Linked DNA regions of Danio rerio: region 2 is linked to region 1. Evidence: chromatin contacts called from public HiChIP or PLAC-seq data. All regions are on one chromosome and are shown on one strand. Each heading gives the region's core, a stretch centred on a gene start, on an enhancer-like site or on the middle of the called end of the contact. The rest is flanking DNA. Distances are from core to core; before and after follow the strand shown.

Region 1 (4,320 bases), core at 1,067-3,566:
AATATGACTGAAGATATCCAGAGCAGTATCAAACTGCACTGAGCTGAATGGGAGGTTACTGTGTGAATGATGAATTGGAGTCAGTGTAGTCTCAGTGTGTTGACTTCAACACACAAAACCTTGTCTCATTCGAATGATCTGCAATAAGGCAGCTTGGACGTCTTCATCCATGTGACCCTTAAAGAAAACAAGAGAGCTGCATTCAATCAGTATCTTACACAATCTTCTATACAATTACATGCTATGAATTGAACACTGTCACAATCTAATACTATAACCGTATTTTCTTGCATTTAGCGATTTCATCTACAGTTGAAAAAGATCATACACCATTATAACCCTTTTAATAAATGGCCTTGAAAAGCAGCAACATGCAGCAACATAAAACAGCAACATAAAAGGAATATCTTCTGGAAAAGAAAAGAATTCTTCACACTTGACGCACACTCAAACACAATTACCTGTGCTGCACTGAGAAGATGAGTTCGATAAATTGAAACCACTTCTCTATGTTGCCTCTCAGCGTCCTGTTTAGATGAAAAAACAAGACACGTCAGGTAGTGTATTATAAGGTCTTGCAAGGTTAGATGGTTAATCTGTTTAACACAATACACTTCTCAGCAACAACATTTCAAGCCGTTTACTTGAATACACGCACACAATTTAAAATAGGGAGGTAGAAGGTTTTCTTCTTAACCCACACATTCTATTCTACTACTTTTTACATTCACACCTAAACTTAATTTATAATGTTGTATATAAATTTACAGTACATTTGTTGTTCAGTTGTTGTTTTGTTTTATGGGAAGGTCAAAAGAGACAAGCAACTGGTGACAATGCACAGGATTAAATCGAGACTGCACATTTTTTTTTATGCTACCATTCAAAAACTTGAATTAAAAACTTGATCAACTTGAAAACTTGATATAAAAAAAAATTGCCTCTGTAAATTCAGCTACAATCAAAAATATACATTTTAAAATGTATAAAAACAGATGTTATTCTAAACTTTACTTTCACATTATATTTAAAAATTTGAATTACGTATCGTTTAAATATAAAGTATATAGTCATTATACAAAGATCACCAAATTTTAGATAAGTATATATAATTGTATAATCCTGCGGCTGCTGAGATGGCAACCTGAGAAAAAAATCAGTCCCTGCTGCCATTCTATCAGCCCCAGTTCCTTGCTTCTACTTTTTGGTTATTTACAGTACAGTGCTCAGCATATACAGTACAAGTACACTCCTCACAAATCTATATTTAAATTTCTTATTGTTAATAGGAAGCTCTATACAATATTATATTTGTGCATATACATCAGATTAGTCAGTACTGAAGTCAAATCTAGAGCTTATCTAACAAAATAATATATTTTTATTATATCTTTTTATTGTTTTTAGCATAAGAAAAAAAAACAATAACATAAATGAAACAAAAATATAAATATATAAAAATTAAATATTTTTCAGAGAAATGTGTAGGCTTCACAACTTGACATATGCCAAACCAATCCCACCTATAATGAGTTACAAGTCAGCATCAATGACATAAAACAGAATTGAATTCCAGATTTAAAAAAAAAAAAAAAAAGGTTTTGTTTGTTTGTCATCCCATATCGCATTTCTTCCACATAAATGTATCTCCTATTTCTGAGGTGTCTCCAAAAATGGCCAATTTATGCTCTGGTGACAGATGAATTTATGGCAAGACCAGAATGAGTGAGTCAATGTACCTTCAAAGTTTTTACATTTATTGCACAATAAGGTTACATTTGGGTTATCTAACAAACTAACTTACAATAACAATGCAAAAACTATTACACCCAAATTTATATGTTATAGAAAAATATTAAACACAAATAAAAAAAAGAGGAAAAATTAAGAGAAGCAAAAAAAAAATGGAAAAATTGTAGGTTGTAATATTTTAGTTTTGCAATATTTAGCTTGAATTTAATTGCATTGTTTTCTTTCAATTGGTGACTAAAATATTATTTTATTAAATTTATATGCTTAATAAATCGGTTTTGTTTAAATGTATAAAAATACATTGCCTATGTTCACTGAGAAATGGATAAAAATATTCATTTTTAAAATGGGGTCTACTCAATTATGCTGAGCACTGTACATAAGGCTCTAGAATCCATTATGAATGCAAGTCAGTCAGTAAGGGAGTATATTTTTTAAGTCCAAGGTGATGGCATGTCATATTTGTGGGCAATTACGAGCAAATCCACCGGCATGTGTATGTGCACAGAGCTACTCACAGCCAGCTGCTGCTGGAGGCTCTTGACCTGGGCTTGGAGAGTGTCAATGTGTTGAGTCTGTCTCTTGTTGGGCGTATTGCCAGAATAAGCCAGCTGGGATAAGCCATTCAGAGCCTGTTTCAGCCTTTCAACATCTGCCAACAGCTCTGTGATCTGAAACAGAGAACACCTTGCTTATAATCGGACAAAATATCAGCCACTTACAGAAAAGGCTCTTCCACATAATAAATTAGAATAAATTTTAAAAAATAAAATAAAAATCTCACCCTTTTGTCTTTAACCTCAGTCTGCTCAGAGGACGCCTGAATCCTCTTCTGCAGTTCTCCAATGGTGCTGAGGGATTCCTCATATCTCTCTTTCAGATCTCGGATCTCCTTCTCAATGGAGGCGCTCTTGACTTGCAGGGCCTCGGTTTCTGCTATCGCCCTCTTTTCACCCTCTCTAGCCTGGGCTGTTTCCCTGTACAGATCCTCATACTGCTCATCCAGACCCGACAGCCGATCCCCAAGTTCGCGTACCTTCTCCTCCAGCTTGTGCTTTTCAGCTTTCAGCTCTGTCACCTGTTCTTCATGACTACGGAGGTCGTCCAGAGCGTGTGTGGCTCTGAGGAGCTCAGTCTGCAGAGTGGAAACATCTTCAGCCCTCTGCGCACTGGTTTCTTCCTCCTCCCGCAGGGCCAAGCGGAGCTCGTTGACCTCACGCTCTAGAGCGTCTTTAACCTGGCTAAACTGGGCCTCTTCACAGCTCTGACTCTGAAGTTGTTTCTCGATTTCATGAACACGCTGGACCTCCAGTCTGTGAGCTTCACTTAAGCTCTTGCACTCCTTTTGGGCGTCCTGCAGCCTTCCATTCAGAGAACTCTGCATGGCCTGAAACTGCTCAAGGTGGATGAACTCACTATTGAGTTTCTGCTGAAGACTCTGTATCTCAGAATTGCACAATGCATTTTGCTCCTCCAGTTCAGCCCTCTGAATTGTAACCTCTTTATACTGCTGCTCCAACTCCACCAACTTCAGACTCAGCTCTTCCACCTGACCCTTGTAGTGATCCTCCACTTCTTTGTGCTTCTCGCCAGACACAAGCCCTGTATGAAGTTTCTGCTGCAATGACTCGATTTCGTCTTTCATTTTTTCATTCACTTGCCTTTGGCTTTTCCCTACAGTCTTTTCGTTATTGTACATCTCCTGAACATTGGTGAGTTTATCTTCCAAATTCTTTAAAGTGGTGTTGAACTCCATTTCTTTTTCTTCCAGAGTGGTCACTGGCACAAACTTCAACTGCAGTGCTTCTTGAATAGTGTCCAGCTCTTTCTTCTGTGCTTCGATTTCCTTGTGGAGCTTTGATTCACTCTCTTGAGCAGACTGATACTTTGAGTAGGCATCATGAGCTCTTTCCTCTGCTTCTGATAAAGCTGTGCTCATTGTGCTTTTCAACATCTCATGTTCCACAAGACTGACATATTCATTGTCTAACTTGGCCTGCACTTTCTCAAACTCTTCTTTCAACGTTGCATTTCCTTCTTTTGCCTGCTGTAACTCCTCGCCTCGAACTCTACAATCCTCTTCCAACTTTGCGATTTCAATCTTAGCTTTCTCCAAAGCCTCCTCCAGCTCTATCTGCATTCTCTCATACTCCTCCTTTGTGACAAACTTTGTGTCAAAGCTCTGCTTCAGTGTTGCCTTTTCAGATGCCAAACCCTCAAGTTCACTGACTTTCTTCTGGTATTGATCTTGTAGGCTATTAATAACTCCTTCTAGTTCTGTGTTGCGTTCTGTGAGTACAGCCATCTCACTCTCATAACGTTCACAAGGTATGTACATGCTCCTCAAGTTAGTAATGTTCTCACAAAGAGAGGTTTTCTCCTCCTGTAGCTTCCGTATTTGCTCCTCAGCCTGTTTGTTCTTCTCGGTCTCCTCTGTTAATCGAACCCTCAACTCCTCTACAGCGAGTCCCATAGACCTTTTCACGTCCTCGTGGTTTTCCAAGGTCACAAACTTGGTCTTCAGATTGTTGCTGAGTACTTGCAGCTCCTCTCTGAGCAGCTCTCTCT
Region 2 (4,320 bases), core at 1,026-3,525, 86 kb after region 1:
CGATGGTTTATTCAGTAGATTATCGATAAAAAATATAGCTTAAAGGGGCCGATCATTTTGACCTTAAAACAGTTGTTAAAAAATGTAAAACTTCTTTTATTCTAGCCGAAATAAAACAAATAAGATTTTCCCCAGAAGAAAAAAAAATATTATCAGACATACTGTGAAATTTCCTTGCTTCGTTAAACATGATTTGGAAAATATTTAAAAAAGAAAAAAAAATCAAAAGGGGGCTAATAATTCTGACTTCAACTGTATATTATAAAACTAAACAAAGTTTTCTCAGACTTGTCATAATTAGCCTTGCCACCAAACAGCATATTAGCTTTTCTACTGAATTTAGTCTGCAAGATAATGAACCTGCTGATATCAAACTTTATCGCCAAAAAATTCATCTTGCCTTCATCTGACATTTATGAACACCATGGCCTTGAAAATGATGTATACTGTTTTCAATACAAGTGTCAGATTTTCAAAAATCCATGTATTTCCCAGCAGCAGACGCCAAAATATTCACAATGAAATTTGACTGACGGAAGAAGTTCATTTAATTATATTTTTTAAGAAGGTATGTACCCTACTTGCTGTTCAAATCCATCCTACAAAAACACAGTTTCTGGCTTCTTAAACAGTATCTGTGTGTTTATTAAAATCAGGTTTTAATTTAATTTAACACCCCCAAACATCAAGATACACACAATTGTCCCAGAAATTGGGATCAAGTGTACAATACTGTATTAGGTTTACAACTTTCCCGCAAGAGGAATGATAAGCATATCAGTTTTGTTCACAGAAAATAAAAAATGTAATGCCGCTGAATTTAATTTAGCTGCACTTTTCACGCAAAAGATACTATTTTATATTAGCAATTTTTCTGTTTGAATGTTTTACAAAAACTGTTCCACAAGAACTGTACACTGTACCAAAACAATCACACATACAACTGATATACACCAAGTGTATATTGTTAAAGTGCAGTTCACCATGAACCCATGATTTCCACAAATATGTAAACACATCTTCAGGGCTCAAATGAAGAAATAAAGCTTGAGGAGAAGTAAATAACATTCTGAGTAAAATAACCCATTGAACAGGAAAGAACACGGGTTCCACAGGACGAGAAACACGTTTCTCAGACTCGAATAAAAAGGTTCTTAATTTTTTTCCTGAACTCTTTGCGCATCAGACAGTAGATAAGTGGGTTCAAACAGCTGTTTGCGTGCGCAAGGCACACGGTCACCGGGAACACGTAGGTATGAACGATATAGTACGACTTATCCCAGTACACCGCGTTGAATTTCACCAGCACGCCCCAAAATGTGATGGCATGATTGGGCATCCAGCAGAGGAAGAAGGACAGGACCACTATGGTGACGGATTTGGTGACTTGCGTGCGCCGTTTCGAGCTGTTCTTCATGCTCCGCTGCCGGATGAGCCTCAGCAGCAGCAGGTAACTGACAGACACGATCGCCATGGGCAAAACAAACGCGATGAGGATTTTCTGGACATGATAGATCGCCAGCCAGTACTGTCCGTCAGGAAAGCGCAGTAAACAAAGTTTTTCACCGGCCACGTTAGTGACTGTGGAGAAAATGGATGTTGGCGCGGTGGCCACGGTGGCCAGAGCCCAGAGGATCACACTGACCCACCGTATCGAGCAGCCGGTCTGCCTGCTGCGGTCCTTCAGAGCCGAAGCCACTGACCAGTAGCGCGTAATACTCATCGCCGTCAGGAAGAAGACGCTCGCGTACATGTTCATCACGGTCACCGACAGGATTATCTTGCACATGGCGTCTCCAAACGGCCAGCTGAAGTCCAGCGCCGTGTCCACTGCCCAGAAAGGCAAAGTCAACACAAACTGGAAATCCGTCACCGCCAAGTTGAGGATGAAGAAGTTTATCTTGGATATGCGTCTTTCTTGCCTGACGCGAATGAAGAAGAACACCAACAGATTTCCAACCAGACCCACGACGCACACCACAGAGTAGGTGATGGAGATCAAGCACCTCAACACCGGACTCCCGTCGGCGGACACGTCGATGTCCTCCAGACTTTTGAAGCGCTCGCGGTCACTGATTGATCTGTTTATTACACCGCTCTGATTACTGTCTCCCATCATATCCAGCGACTTCACAACTTCGGTGTTTCCCATGTCTTTACGCGCACTTAAATATTCATTCTACCAAACTGTTGTTGATTCAATTAATTTGTGCGTGTAGTTTTTGGCCGTACTCACCCTTTATGGCCACAGTCAAGTACATGGTGTTGATAGTATTGAGCAGAATGCGGCGCGCTCTACAATTTATGTCGGGCGCTTTTCAAATGTCTCCGCCCACCGAGATCAGCGATTCGTCACTGAATAAACGCAGGCTGATACAAACACCTTTCAATTTTTTTATGCACGTCGTAACAATATAAAAAACATTCTCTTATGAAAATTAACCATGTTTTTTTTTTTGCATTATTCTTGATTAATTTGTGGAAACAGAAACTGCAGTTAATATAATAAAGAACAACAACAAAACATGCTTATTAGATACACTTTTGCTATAATAAATCCATGTATCATTTTCGGAAGGGAGACATAAATGGAAACATGTACAATAACTAATATTAAGGTAAACAAGACTAATGTAATTTTTTTATTTATTATTAGCTCATAGTTCCTATCCTGCATGCCATTCTTAAATCATGGTTTACATTTTTTTGCACATGTTTGTGAATCTACAGGCTTTAAATAACTTATTAATCATGATTAAATAGAAATATCAATAAAAAAGTCATTATTGCAGGTATTTTGCTTAAATAAGGCTATATACTTTAAACATGTTACATTGCAGTAAAGCAGGTGGATCTCTGGGTAAGTATTCACTGCCATCTGCTGTTCACATGTAAATATGCAGCCTAAGTACCAACATTAATACAGCTTGATGCTCAGGGATAAAGCCTTGAGCATCACTACACAAAAGAACGGCAGGATAGAAATCCCTGCGCTTTACAGTAGGATTTATTTTAAAGGCATTAGAAATCTGAATACATTCAGAGCCACCCCTATCTACTCTACATTTGAGAGGTTATGAGAGTTGGATGGTTGTATGTGGCTTCTATCATTCATAAAAGGCAATCTAGAAGATAGAAAAGAGCTTTTAAATGCATATATACAATAAAGAGGTGTTAGAAATAATCTAAACTCTCCCTGTGAGAGTTGAAAATGGGTTAGCGTTTGTTGCCCCAGATACAGTTGCTGCTGAAATATGAACAGGCACCAGGTTAGTTCTCAATTTAGAATCTTCACCTTTTCCACAGATTGATTCAGGCTCGTCTGACCTTTATCGCAGAGCAGAACGCCATTCAGCTCAAACGCCTCGTGTCTGACTGTCTTACAGCACTTACTTCCCAGTCAGCAAGTTAAAGTAGCCGAGCTTTTCATAAAGGAGAGAAATGTTTAATATCTCAAACATCAAGAGCCAAAAAGGTTAACTCAATGCATTTTATTACATCTAAATGTCTCTACATAAACATGTAACATTCAATAAGTAAACAATTTCTTTCAATGCATGTAATAAATATTTTTTTTCACTTAGTACTTTATACAAACTGACATTGGTCTACTGTACAATATGTCTTCCACATCTTAAAAATCTTTTTTTTTCCTTTTCTTAAAACATGCCACAGACACAGAGTGGATGAAGTTTAAGGCAGTGAGCATAGATGTCAGCTTACTGAAATGGAAAACAAAATAAAAGCTGGACTTTGACACCGAGTCCACTCATAGCACAGTTCTGCATCTAAAAATATATAAATTAGTTTGTTGTGAAGTTGCGACTTTAACACATGAATGCACATCACTGGAACAACCAAGTTTGCACAATGTGGTCAGGAACAAAACCATGCACACGCTCTTTCACACATACACACACACACACAGCATATCCCTTTATCAGTCATGTCTGAAATGAGCAAATGAACGAAAACCTGTTTCCTGTTTGTCATTGAACCTTACTTAAATAACAAAGCTTGTCAAACACATATAAGACAAAAACATTGAACCAAACCTAAAGGTTTACTTGTTGAAAAGAGGGAATTATTAACACTGCTAGAGATCTAACAAGTAGTTGATTTGGTAACAATGATTTTGTATTTTCGTCTCCATCCTTTTCTCTCTTTAATTACTTAACCGATTCCAATCTTAGAGACAAAATCAAGTGATAAACATCTAATACTTTCAGAGGAAATGTAGGTAAAAGGAGGTTTAGAGGGCAAAGGAAACAGAGTCTATCAAACAGCACAAAATGCGGTCGCTAGATTCTGTCACTCGCA

What was found. HiChIP or PLAC-seq counts read pairs in DNA pulled down with a chosen protein or histone mark.
Region 2: a contact with region 1 is called in an H3K4me3 HiChIP or PLAC-seq map of embryo, with 9 times the contacts expected there. The contact joins the promoter of rxfp3.3a1 here to the enhancer-like site in region 1. A contact is called at or near these places in 12 of 18 Hi-C or Micro-C datasets (caudal fin, embryo, fibroblasts and 4 more) and 3 of 4 datasets of contacts at active chromatin or transcription factors (caudal fin, embryo and gastrula embryo).

The regions. Positions count from the first base shown.
Region 1 is chr7:33,858,090-33,862,409 of GRCz12tu, forward strand. uacab (uveal autoantigen with coiled-coil domains and ankyrin repeats b) reads right to left here. Exons shown (of 19, transcript XM_005168952.6): 16 at 2,537-4,320; 17 at 2,271-2,423; 18 at 462-527; 19 at 1-177. The coding sequence ends at 106. Among named protein-coding and RNA genes, the nearest start is that of uacab, 70 kb to the right of the region's middle. Within about 2 kb of position 2,317, at least 3 of the 62 cell types and tissues checked have an H3K27ac peak or open chromatin away from gene starts, as enhancers often do.
Region 2 is chr7:33,943,972-33,948,291 of GRCz12tu, forward strand. rxfp3.3a1 (relaxin family peptide receptor 3.3a1) reads right to left here and starts at 2,276. Exons shown (of 1, transcript XM_005168953.6): 1 at 1-2,276. The coding sequence starts at 2,152. The coding sequence ends at 1,133. It overlaps pias1a (protein inhibitor of activated STAT, 1a), which reads right to left. Exons shown (of 15, transcript XR_012383356.1): 15 at 3,480-4,320.